3 separate regions of the Hordeum vulgare genome follow, and regions 2 and 3 are each linked to region 1. A link is a contact called in public Hi-C data. All regions are on one chromosome and are shown on one strand. Each heading gives the region's core, a stretch centred on a gene start, on an enhancer-like site or on the middle of the called end of the contact. The rest is flanking DNA. Distances are from core to core; before and after follow the strand shown.

The links. A called contact is a pair of places that touch in the nucleus more often than the background predicts.
Region 2: a Hi-C map of leaf shows a contact between it and region 1, with 2.0 times the contacts expected there. The contact joins the promoter of LOC123453178 here to the promoter of LOC123394920 in region 1. A contact is called at or near these places in 2 of 6 Hi-C or Micro-C datasets (leaf and seedling) and 1 of 1 datasets of contacts at active chromatin or transcription factors (embryo).
Region 3: a Hi-C map of leaf shows a contact between it and region 1, with 9 times the contacts expected there. The contact joins the promoter of LOC123395312 here to the promoter of LOC123394920 in region 1. A contact is called at or near these places in 2 of 6 Hi-C or Micro-C datasets (both in leaf) and 1 of 1 datasets of contacts at active chromatin or transcription factors (embryo).

The regions. Positions count from the first base shown.
Region 1 is chr5H:66,574,935-66,579,090 of MorexV3_pseudomolecules_assembly, forward strand. LOC123394920 reads right to left here and starts at 2,466. Exons shown (of 2, transcript XM_045089806.1): 1 at 1,771-2,466; 2 at 1,287-1,683. The coding sequence starts at 2,041. The coding sequence ends at 1,490.
Region 2 is chr5H:67,056,825-67,060,980 of MorexV3_pseudomolecules_assembly, forward strand. It overlaps LOC123453178 (F-box protein At5g03100-like), which reads right to left and starts at 1,706. Exons shown (of 3, transcript XM_045129951.1): 1 at 561-1,706; 2 at 304-438; 3 at 1-200. The coding sequence starts at 1,556.
Region 3 is chr5H:66,999,043-67,003,198 of MorexV3_pseudomolecules_assembly, forward strand. LOC123395312 (F-box/FBD/LRR-repeat protein At3g26920-like) reads right to left here and starts at 1,955. Exons shown (of 3, transcript XM_045090297.1): 1 at 987-1,955; 2 at 737-871; 3 at 143-645. The coding sequence starts at 1,892. The coding sequence ends at 286.

The DNA of each region.
Region 1 (4,156 bases), core at 1,216-3,715:
ATAGCGATCGGGGCGTGCGTTTGCGGGCCATGGTAAAAAAAAAAATTATGCGTATAGGCTTTGTTTTGATCAAAAAATAGGTCGAACCTGCATACTCCCCGAAATTTCGGGGGTCCGTGTGTTTTGGGGAGTCTGCTAGAGTTGCTCTTACATCTCCTGACTTAAGTACCTAGGACACCAGACAAGCACACATGCCAAGTACTATACGAACCGGCACCAGTCGCGCAGGGCTGGGCGGTCACTGACAGCAGCGACCCACTCACCGAGCGCTCCACATGTCAGCGAGATAAGAAAAAAGAAGTAAGAAAGAAGAAACACTATTCATTGCTATTGGGATCAAATCTGATCCAACGGCCAGGATCATTTCGCCCGAAGATCTAATGGTCGGGATTCGTTTGGACAGGCAATCGAACGGTCCAGATGGTGATGATAGCCATAGTTCAGAAGGGGCCATTATCCAGCCGACACAACAACAGCTACACGTTCTGGTCAGCGATTTGTATAGCCTGCCTGCCAAGATGAACACAGCAACAGCTACACGTTGTGGTCAGCGATTTGTATAGCCTGCCTGCCAAGAACCAGTACAACCTTTTGCGATCCATGTCACTATCTGAATTTGTGGTTTTCTAAAGCGACAACCTTTGACGCATAACACATTCAGCATTTTGGGTAAGGGCCTCTGTGATTCGTGAAACACGGGAATAGATATAAAAAATAGGATTTGAATGTCATGCTCATCTCAATCCTACAGGATTTTGAGTTTTTTTTCCTTCAAAACGGATGCAGAAGATGTCATGCTCATCTCCATCCTAGAGGATTTGAAGCAGAAGAGATTTGAGTGGATGGTTAGAACATCCTATAGGAAAAATTCCAAAGGAACCCTAAAATGTATGATAAACATTCAGGTTTCTGGAAATTCACATGTCATTGCTTATTGATGATTTGAGAACCGAGTGCTGCGTGACATTCTACACGAAGTATCTCCTGACACGAGATACAAAACGCCAGATGACAGCGTACTGAATTGTGACAAATGACAGTATCTAGATGTATCGAACATAAATGGCAGCATATTAGAAGCACTGAATCATCACAAAGATTGCAAATAACCACTTGGTTTACAGCAGTGCGGCCAAAACAACTCATTCCCTTGGGTAGTTTTGCGATTACCCTCAGCAGATTCCTTTGATCGATCCGCTATTTGATGCACATAAACACAGCATAAGAATCGAACCAGAGTAAATTTAACTTCAATGCATATAAGTTTCACACTGAACAATTCTGAATGCATGAATAAAACTTATAATCTCATTCATTCATTCATTCATGTAGAGGACGATGGAACAGCAACTGAACCAAACAAACAAAAAAAGACAATGCAGAAGCAACAGACTTCCAAATTCAGTAAAATTGACAGCCGATTACAATCGATTCGCCGAATCGCATTTATTAGTTTCAAATATTTATTAGTTTCAAACTCATCGATGGGTCACACCTTGAAGCTGAAGTTGAGAAGGATCTTGTTTAGGCCAAATTTCCAGCCGCCGATCCCCTTTCTGCCTGGGCTAGAATTAACCGTGGTAGCCACCACTGGCTCAGACCCATTCTTGTCGGCGACAGTCTTCTGCCATAGCATGAAGCTCCTGCATCCATTGAAGCTGATCCTCTCATCGGACTTGAGAGCTGCAACGAACGAATTTGGGATTCAGGGACGTGCTCGCCAAGAAATAGAGTATAAATTATCAATCTATATGATGAAACCATGCTTACCGTCGGATCTGCCATTGGCGGTGTAGAGAAGGAAGTTGGCAGCGTCGGCGCCGAGCAGCGGCATGCGGCCCTCTCGGGCGTAGAATCGGAGCGCGGAGCGGATGAGCCCGTTGACCGACTCGCCCTCGTCGACCAGGAAGCGGAGCGGCCCGGCGCTCCCGAGCACGGTGACCGTCACCAGCACGCGCGCCACCCCTGCCGCAGCGGCCTTGCCACGGGGCTCAACCCTCCTAAGCTTCATCGGCAGCGTCGAGGGCACAGCGACAGCCATAGCGACGGACAATTCAATCAAACCAAACGAAACCTATCAATCAAAATTCGCTTGTTCCTCTCTTTTCTTTTCTGTTGAATTCTTTCTCGGCAAGGAAAAAACTGGAGATCAAAATAACGCGGGCGGGGGGGATCGAAAAATGTGTGTCGGGTCGCCGACGGGAAGGAGGGAGGCCGCTCAGGGGTCGAGGCCGATGCAGCGGTGGTACCAGCCCTGCATGCAGGCGCCGAAGCAGCGGAAGGAGGCGGAGGAGTCCCTCTCCGTCTGCTGCGGCGAGGAGGGGGAGGCGGAGGTCGTGTGGGTTCCCACCATTCACGAGGGGGCTGAGCTCGTCCTGGCGCGGCGGAGGAAGAGATCTGGGCTCCCGTCGGCGAGGGGGGGAGGAGGAGGAGGAGACGGGGTTTGTATTCGATTGTGAACGGGATCGTGGCGTGGGGGGACGGAATATAAGGCATGGCTCCGCTGGGGCTGAGGCGGCGGCCGCGTGGTGAGGCGGGGTTGCGCTGGTCTTCTTCCTTGTTTCCAGAGAGAGCGCGTCGATCTGGGCGGTTGGTGGCGGTGGATGGACGGGTGGATGCGGTTTTAGGGCGTCCACGCGGTTGGGACGGTGTTTGGCTCCCAAGCTGCCCCTACACGCAAGGTTTTCGGGATACCGGCGCATTTAATTAGAGGTAATTGATTATAGTATTATGAATAAAATAAAGACACGCCTAGCCAAAGAAACGCTGCTTGGCTAGCGCGCGTACTTACACTCTAATAAAACGATAAATAAATCATACAACCGGATATTCGAAAAAGAAACCATCGTTCCTCTTTAGAGATTGGCACAAAGGAGAGCTGGACCTCCATAGACAAAATTTCTCTCTTCAACCCCCCCCCCCTCACCACACCCGCCCCGTCCCCCGCGTCGCTCCTCCAGGGGCGACACGGGCGGAAGCCCCAGATCCTGCCGCCAGCGCCCCTTCCTCCCTGCCCTCTCCCCTCGCCACCGTCGGCTGACATGGTCGGGCGAAGCCTGTCGCCATGACGGTGGTGGCGGGGCTCCCTCTTCTCGCGGTGCCGCGGGGGTGGCCGATCTTGTGCGGCGGCCATGGTGGTCCTTGGTGCGTTTTCGCGCGAGGGGCCGGGGTGGCGTCCCCGAGACGAGCTGGCCCGGCGTGCCTTGGGTGGTGGTGGCGTTTGCTGCGGCGTCCGTGCTTGACAGGGCGCAGATCCGGGGCTGCTTCACCCGGATGTGGCGTGTGGTGGACGCGGCGGTGGGGGCTCTTGGTGGGGTCGGACTGGCGACGGGGGTGGTGCAGCTCGGCCGTTGCTGGCCGGTGCGTGGTGGTGCACGCTGGTCGGGGCCAGGTTTGGAGCTGCTGCTCCCGCCTTTCCTGATCGGAGGCGGCCTGCTTGGTCGGGCCGATGGCTTGTTCTGTCAAGGTTGTGGTGTGCTCCGGCTGGTGCGGTGCTGGTTGGAGCTGCTAGTCTCCCTGGTGCAGTGGCCTCTACGTGGTGTAGGTGGTCCTGTCGGTGGTATGTCTGGCGGGGCCATCCTTTCTCAGATCCGGTTCGTTGGTGGATGTTGGTGGTGGTCAGGTTGTGTTGTTCATCGACGGTTGCTCGTCTCCTTGGTGTTGTGTGGCTCGATCGATGATTCCTGGGTCCGACGTCTTTGGTCTGCTTCTGCGGGAGATCGCTCTCTGTTGGCAGTGGCTAAGCTCCTTCCCCGGTGCTTGTATAGGTGGAGAGGCTTAGGGCTCTAGGCGAAAGCCTTGGTTCGATGGGGATCGATGGATACCGGTGGCATTGCTTCTTGAAGTTGTCGTTGAAGAGTTCCTCCCCTTCACTAGTTCGTGGTTTGTCGGTTCTAGGGTTGTCGTGTAGGCTGTTTGGTGTGGCTGGACTTTCCCGAGGTCCGACGGAGTTGTTGTGGATGACTGTGGGCGAAAGCCTTGGTTCGATGGGGGTCGAAGGATACCGGCGACGATGCTTCTTGAAGGCGTCGCCGAATAGTCCTCACACCTCTTCAGGTTTGTGGGCGTGTTGGTGGTGGAGTTTTGAGTTGTCGATGTCGGCAAGGGTTGGGTTGTTGCACGATTGTCCTCTGTTTTAATCGTGTGTTGTAAGGTT
Region 2 (4,156 bases), core at 456-2,955, 480 kb after region 1:
TCATTGTAATCCCTGGCTCCAATCTGAAGTGTCATTAACTCAAGCACTGTAGCGTTCAGTATGAAGAATGAAGCAAATTCAATGTCAGACTTAATGCCCTGATAACATTCAAATACTATTGTCTTTAGACGGATGTTAGGGCATTTGATAAGATTCTGGTGTTTGCGACCGCGCACATTTTTTTCCTTCTTTGACTCTGACTGAAAAAGAACATGGACAAATGGAAACCAACCAATTCAGTTTAGTAAGTAGTAGATCAAATGAGCATTTGAAGGCAATGAATTATAAATGAATAATTTACACCTCAATGTAAATCTTCTCCAAGCACGGAAAGCATCGCATCAACTCAATAATTGTATCCAAACTAAGAACCTTCATATTGACGGCTAAATTCTTCACTATGTGCACCACCGTTGTTAGTTTATCAACACGCAAGCCCTTCATCAAGCATCATAGAGAAAATTAGGGAAACGACAAGTGCACAATGTTTTATTTTTCCTGCACACAGAGATGAAACTGAGAAGCCTCGTGAAGGCAACAAGTAGGATGAGCAAAGGTACCTGAATAACCGTGGAACCAAACACGAATCTGGAGAGATCCTCCTCCTTGGAAATGTAAAACCCATCAGAAAGGCAGCCTAGGGTCTCCAGTTTAGGTGCGGAGAGTACTGATATATGCAGACCATAGTCAAAATCAAGATGGAGCAAGCTTTGAAGGCAAGGTGCATTCTCCACAATGAGTTCCTTTAACTGGTCATTGCATTTCCGATAGTTCTTGACAGCAAAGCTTCTGAGGGTAAGGGAGTTGATCCTGAGGCAGCGAAAGCCGAATCCATGGCTAATCAGCAAGCACTCCAGAACAGGGCAACCAGCAATCAGGCTATGCAGCGAGCACTCGGAGATACTGACAAGTTCAAGTCCGAGCTGCTTAAGCAGGGGGAAGTGAAGCCCTTGGACGGTGCCGTCCGTAAGGTTGCAATTTCCGATGGTGGCAACACAGAGCGTGGCCGAGAAGCGGAACATGGACGGTGGTGGCGGATGCTGCAGCGGCTGTGGTCGGTAGTATGGCTTGAACCAGAACTCGAGCTCCTGGAGGTTGTCCAGAGCGGGGGTTCGGAGCCATCCGTCCACCGTAGACGCTCGGTCGCCGAGGAGGCACGAGGGGACGCAGAAGCGGCGGCAGGGGGGCGGATGCGCTGAAACCGTGCGCGAGACGATGCCAGCGAGTACCTCGTTATCGGCGGCGAGGCCTTCGCAGTCGATACTAAGAGGCGCGGAGCTCCAGATGTGGCGCCACCGGAACGCGAGGATCTGGGTGCGGGCGCCTTGGTTGGTGGGTAGGCGGGAGACGATCTCGCCGAGGATGGCGTCGGGGAGGTTGCTGATGAGGTCGGCGCTTTCTTCGTCGTCCCCGACTCCGGGCGGCGGTTGTTGGTTGTGGGCGGAGGGAGGTGGTCCGTGGCCGGGGGCTTCCAAAGCCTCCGGGGCCGGCAGCACCTCTTGGGTCTTGAGCGCCGTAAATTTGGTCCTCTTACGACTAGGACCGCGCGCCTCCATGTCTGGACGGTGGCCGGACTAGGGCACAGGTGGATGGAGCGCCGCCGCACTCGTGGTCGCAACTCGCAACCTCGGTTTGAGTTTTTTTCCCTTTCCCTCGGAGGAGGGCAGTGCAGTGGGCTGGGCCTTCTGCTTATGTTGCTTTGCGTTTTGCGCCGGCTGCGACACAACCAAACGTGGGCTTGATGAAGGGAATAGTTTGTCTAAAAAAATGATGAAGGGAATAGCAACTTTGAATACTCTCCCATGGGCCATGGCTGTGCATGGGAGATTTTAATGAAGTTCTACATCCGGATGAACATCAAGGAGTAGCAAACAGGAGTAACGCTCAAATTCAGTTTTTTGGGATGTTGTGGATCTTCGCATGCTCATTGATTTGGGCTACCAAGGTCGTTTCTCGACCTTTGAGAAAATGTCAATGGTGGGTCGTACACTCGTGTACAACTGGATCACGTGTTGGCATCACCGAGTTGGTACGTTAGGTTCCCGTTGGCATCGTTGAACCACCATATGGCTGTGTCCTCTGACCATGGGCCAATCTTGCTAGAATTTGCGAGCACACAAGGGAACAACACTCGGCTCACGAGTTTTAGATATAGAGGTGATGTGGGTATCGCATGAGAACTCGTAGGAGGCTATATCCACTCGTTGGAACTCAATTTCGCCTGGCTATGGGGTGGGAAATCTTCGCGACAAACTTTTAAAGATCGCCAAGGACCTGACGGGTGGAGCAAGGGGTCATTTGGTAGTGTCCAGAAGGAAATTAGAGTTCTTACGCGCTAGCTACAGCAACTTCGAGACGATCCGGCCAGAACGGGACCTATGCACAGAGAGATCAAGATCAACGAGAGGCTTTTCGAATTATACCATAGGAAACAGATCATGTGGCGTCAGAGGTCAAGGCTGCAATGGCTCTCTGAAGGGGATAAAAACATAGAATTTTTCCATATGTGGGCCAGCATGAGGAGAAAGAAAACTATGATCAAGGCGCTATACTCCTACCTTGGTATATACACGGAGGACCTAACAGTTTTAAAAACAATGGTGCTTAAATTTTACAAGTCATTGTATATTTTCGAGTGTGTGACGGGTATAGGGGATGTACTAATGCATGTACCATGCAAAGTAACGTCGGCCATGAATTAATCATTGTGTGTTGAATATACGAATGAATAGGTGAAGCAAGCTCTTTTCCATATGTTTTCCAACCAAAGCGCCTGGCCACGACAGTATCAAGCGCATTTCTATCAAAGGCACTAGGATATATGTGGAGATGAGGTCTCTGTCGTGGTGATGCACATCGTAATAGGGGAGGGGAGTCCTGAGAATATTAATGACACCGTTCTTGTGTTGATCCCGGAGGTAATGAGTCCGACCCAGCTGACTCAATTTAGACCTATCAGTCTCCGTAATGTGCTCTATAGAATAGCATCCAAGATGGTGGCTAACATGCTCAAGTGGGATTATTTGCAGGCCATTATGAGTAAACCGGGGTTCGCACCCAGTAGATCCAGATTGTAATGACCATGGTGAGATATGTATCATTCTCGGTCATGTTCAGCGGTGAAAAGCTGAGCAGTTTAAACCATCCAAAGGGAATCGGCAGTGAGATGCTATTTCCCCTTACCTATTCTTACTTGCAGTAGAGGGATCTTCATGCCTTTTAAAATTCAATTCTCAGTAATCATCACTTGGAATCAAGGTGGCCCCTACAACACCGGTTGTGAGCCATCTTATATTTGCAGATGACAACCTGTTGCTTTTTAAGTCTAGTGTGGAGGGTGCAAATCATGTATCAAACCTACTGAATATTTATTACGCTGCTTCGGGACAACGAGTGAACCATGAGAAGTCCTCGATTTATTTCAGTAAGGGCTGCCCCGACTCTACCAAACTGGAAGTGAAGAATTGTCTAAATGTGTAGAATGAGTCGATGAATGAGAAATAGTTGGGCGTGCCGACAGAGGCGGGACAGTCTAAGAATGGTTCTTTCAAGTATTTGCACGATAGAGTTTGCGCAAAGGTGAAAGGATGGATGGAAAACTACTTTGTGCAGGAAGGAAGGAGGTACTCATCAAATAAGTGGCACAATCCATCCCTGTTTTTTTGTATGTCTTGCTTCACACTCCGAGACGATTGTGTGAAGGTATAACATCTATCATTCGCCAGTTTAGGTGGGGGAGAAAGCAAGGGAAGAGAAGGCCTTGTTGGGTATCGTGGGATGTCATCGTGAGGCCAAAAAACCTTGTTGGGCTTGGGTTTACGGATATGGAGATCTTCAACCTCGCCTTGCTATCGAGGCAAGTATGGCGGCTGTTCCAGGAGCCTAACACGTTGAGTGCTCGTATTCTTAAATCACTCTACTAACCGAATACCTCTATCCTAGAAGCAGGACTTGGATCCCACCCATCCCAGATTTGGCGTGTTGTGACAGATGGAAGGAACATCTTGAACCTGGGTATTATTCATCGCATTGGGAATGGTGCTTCCACAAAAATCTGGGAACACAGCTGGATTCCTAGAGATGGTCTCTTCAAGCGATTCACCTCCCTAATCGCTAATCCGCCACAGCTAGTGGCTGAACTGGTCAATCTCACAAG
Region 3 (4,156 bases), core at 705-3,204, 420 kb after region 1:
TCTTGCAGTGGTAGTCAAGATAAGCACATCCAGATATTATCTTCTATGGCTGTAGCTATCTACTATCGTTGATTATTCCTTGGTCGTGCAGTGAGATTGCAGAGATTGATATATGCTTCATAAGTCTAGACATGCCACATAGTATAGCAAACAAACAGCATATATAGCTAAATTGATGTCCTAATGTTCCAGGACAATACAAACTTAAGAAACCAGAAACACCGTCGTAAGATGGGATAAGCAGATAGGCAAGAGTAAGTCCTCGATTGACCAAACCAAGGTTTTTCAACACCGGCGTACAAATGGATCAACTACATCCAAATCACGGACATGCTTGATGTCCCAGGAAGTGCGGATACATCTATCAGTTGTAAAATGAAACTGAGCACCTCTTGAAACTCTGTCCTGCAGCTGAAGTTTCCTACGTTGTTCTACCAAGAACTCATCATTGTAATAACTGGTTTCAACCTGAAGTGTCATGGACTCTAGCATTCTCGCATTCAATACAAAGAAGGAAACAAAGTTAACTTGAGACTTGATGCCCCGATATGATTTCAGAACTATCGTCTTCAGACGGATGTCAAGACAATTGATCAGATTCCGGTGTTTACGACGCCACGCGTTGCTTGACTCTGATGTACGTGCCTAAAAAGAACATACAGAGATAACTAAATCAACCACTTGAGAACAGAAACAGGTCAAATGAGTAGTTTAACTTTCAATGATGAATCATCACCTTAATGTACAGCTTCTCCAAGCATGGAAAGCATGCCAGCAAACCAATAACCGCATCCAAACAAAGATTTCTCATCCGGACAGCTACAATCTTGACCGTGCGCACCACCATCGCCAGATTATCAACATGTAATCCCTTCACCAAGCATGAACGACAACATTAGGCCATGCACAAGTAAGGTGATATGTGATTTTTGCACTGAAAGAAATGCAATCGAGCAATTCAGAAGCATGACGGATCGATGGTATACCAGAATAACTGTGGATCCAAACGCGAGCCTGTACAGCTGATCCTGACTGCACTCGTAATACCCATCAGAAAGGAAGCCTATGGTCTCCAGCTTAGGCGCCTCAATTACTGATATGTCCAGACCAGTTTCCTGATGCAGAAGGAGTAGCCTTTCAAGACAAGGAGCATTGTCGATGATGAGTTCATGTAACTGAAGCGGGACTTTGTTATTTCTTGAAACAGCATAACTATCAAGACCAACGCTTCTAAGGGAAAGCGAGTTGATTCGGATGCAGAGAAAGCCAAAGCTGCGGTGAATCAGAAGGGACTCCAGCGTGGGGCAGCCGGCAATCAGGCTGTGCAGCGAGCACTCCGAGATGCAGACAAATTCAAGGCCGAGCTGCTTGAGCAGGGGAAAGTGAATCCCTTGGACGGTGCTGTCGGGGAGGTTGCAACATCCGATGGTGACAACACGGAGGGTGAGCGAGAATCGGAAGATTGACGCCGGTGGCGGCTGCTCGAAGCATGAGAACTCAAGCTCCTGGAGGTTGCCCAGAGCGTCGGACCGGAGCAAGGAGTCCACGGTGGTGGATGGGGCGTCAAGGAGGTCGGCGTGGATGCAGAGGCGGCGGCAGGGGCCTTGGTGGGAAGAAATGATGCGTGACAAGGCACCAGCGAGTTCATCCCCGTGCTTGAGGCCGCGGCAGTCGAGGTTGAGAGGGGCGGAGCGCCACAGGTGGCGCCACCGGGACGCGAGGATCTGGGTGCGGGCGCCGTCCTTGGTGGGGAGGAGCGAGATAATCTCGCCGAGGACGGCGTCGGGGAGGTTGCTGATGGTGTCTTCGGCCGGCGGTTTGGATTCCGCCAACTTCCTTCTTCGGGTCATAGGGCCGCCGGCCGGCGGCGGCGGAGGCTCGCGCCGCCGCATATCTCAGATGCGCAGCTCAGCGGGGTGGGTCCAGACTCCAGAGGTTGCGTTTGAAAAAGTTCACCGGAGGGCTGCGGATGCTCTTTCTTCCTTTGAGCTGGGCATATTATACATGGAATTTGATTAAAAAAATATGTAGAATTTAAATATGATATTATTTTATCTGTTAAACGTTTAATAAAAATACTATCTAGGGTGCAATCTTAATAAATAAGTCATTATTCGTCTTTCTTTCATACCGGTACTCATCCGGGTTGGGGATGAACACGTCAACAAAATCAGGATTAGAGATGAAACTGAAGGTCACTTGACTGATTCTTTGTACGTATTAAATCTACATGCAAGCCGTGTTAAAATAGAAGACTTGTGAAATTTTGAACTGCATTTTTGTAGGATAAGACCATCTTTATTTGTATCGTAACTATAAATTCTCAAATTATAGACATTTTTTATAAATTAAGAGCGTGTGCCGTATGGTATTTTTTTCTTCCGTTACAACGCATGGGTCCTTTTGCTAGTGTTTCTAAAATAAAACGAGTACGGAGTAGTAGACAGCATAGAAGAACTGAAATACTAATTGAAGAATACATTTTTCAAAAATCATTTTCACCTTTTCAGGTTGCGATAAGTGAGTCATTTGTCGTAACTAGAGTTTTTTTTATAGATCCGTATTTTAAAAATATTTTATCTCCTAAACCGTGCGTTTAAATCTTGAATCATTTTCACTGTTGTGTTTTTCGTGACAAGATCCTCAAAACTAGATCCCACATTGATAGGTTTTGATAAAGAAAAAAATGTAATTCTCACGATAGAAAAAAACAGAAAAAGCGTTTTTTTCGTGCCTCCGCGAAGGCAAAATCATGTCTCTCCGAAAGCAAAGCTGTGCTTCTCGCACAAGCAAAATCGTGCCTCTCGCAGAAAAATAAATAAGAAAATCCGTTTCTTTTTCTTTCCTAAAGGAACGGTCCGCGAAGGCAAAATCGTGCCTCTCATAAAAAAATAGAAAATATGTTTTTCTTTTCTCCTTTTCGAGAGGCACCGACGTGCCTCTCGCGAAGGTAAAATCGTGCCTCTCACGAAAGCAAAACCATGCCTTTCGTGATAGCAAAACCGCGCCTCTCGCAAAAAAAAGACATTTTTTTCCTTTTCGAGAGGCACGACCGTGCCTTTTGCGAAAACAAAACCGTGCCTCTCATGAAAAAGATGCATTTTTTACGCATTTCTTTCATTTTTTATGTTCAAAAGCTAAGAAAGAGCGATGAAAAACCGAAACATAAAAACCCTCGGAAAAAATCAATCTAAAAAGCCGAAAATGCATGCAAAAATATAAAAAAAATCAAATTTAAAAAAAAAAGTTTAAAACGCGACACGTGACGCCGGCTAAAAACGCGCCAAATGATGATACATGAAATAACCGTTAGAAGGCTAAATGCTTCTCAATTAGTTGCTTCCTAGAAGAACTCCTTCCGAAACCTTTCAAGGATCACTTGACTATTTAAGGTGGGCTGAGAGCACATAACTTAGCATGTTCTCAGTCATTGCCATGTATCGCATTTTGGGTGGTTTTCTTGAATTTTGTTTTCCTTATTTTATTGTACGCGTTTTCAGCTTTTAGATGTTTTTGATTTTTCATTTTTTGGTTTCTCTTAGTTTTTACTAGCATATGGAACAAAAAACAAAAATAAAGAATGCAAAAAAAATGTTTTTTGCGAGGGGCATGCATTTTTTTATAAGAGACATGAATTTGCTTTTCGAGAGGCACGAAAAACACGTTTTTTTCTTTCACGAAATACACGGATTTGCTTCTCAGGGAAGCAGAATTTGCTTCAACGAGAGGCATATCCCTGCCTCTTGGAAAGGGAATAGAAACGCAGTTTTTTTATCTGCGAGAGGCACGGATTTGCTTCCACGATCGTACCTCTTTGAAAAAAGAAAAAACATGTTTTCCTTTTCTTTACGAGAGGCACAGATTTTCTACTCGTGGAGGCATGAGTTTGCTACCGCGGGAGGCACAGTCAGAAAGGGAACAAAACTTGCTTCTGTTTCTGGATTTTTGGTTCTTTTTTGTGAAAACAAAGTTCATCGAAACCTATCAACATGAGATCTAGGTCTGAAGATCTCGGCGTGAGGAATCCAACGAGAATTCAACGTACTGTTTGAGATTTGAACGCACAGTTTGAATGATAAATCATTTTTAATCAATGAATCTACCAAAAAGAGAAAACCTCTCATATTTTGATAAGTGACGCATATATAGTGTGACA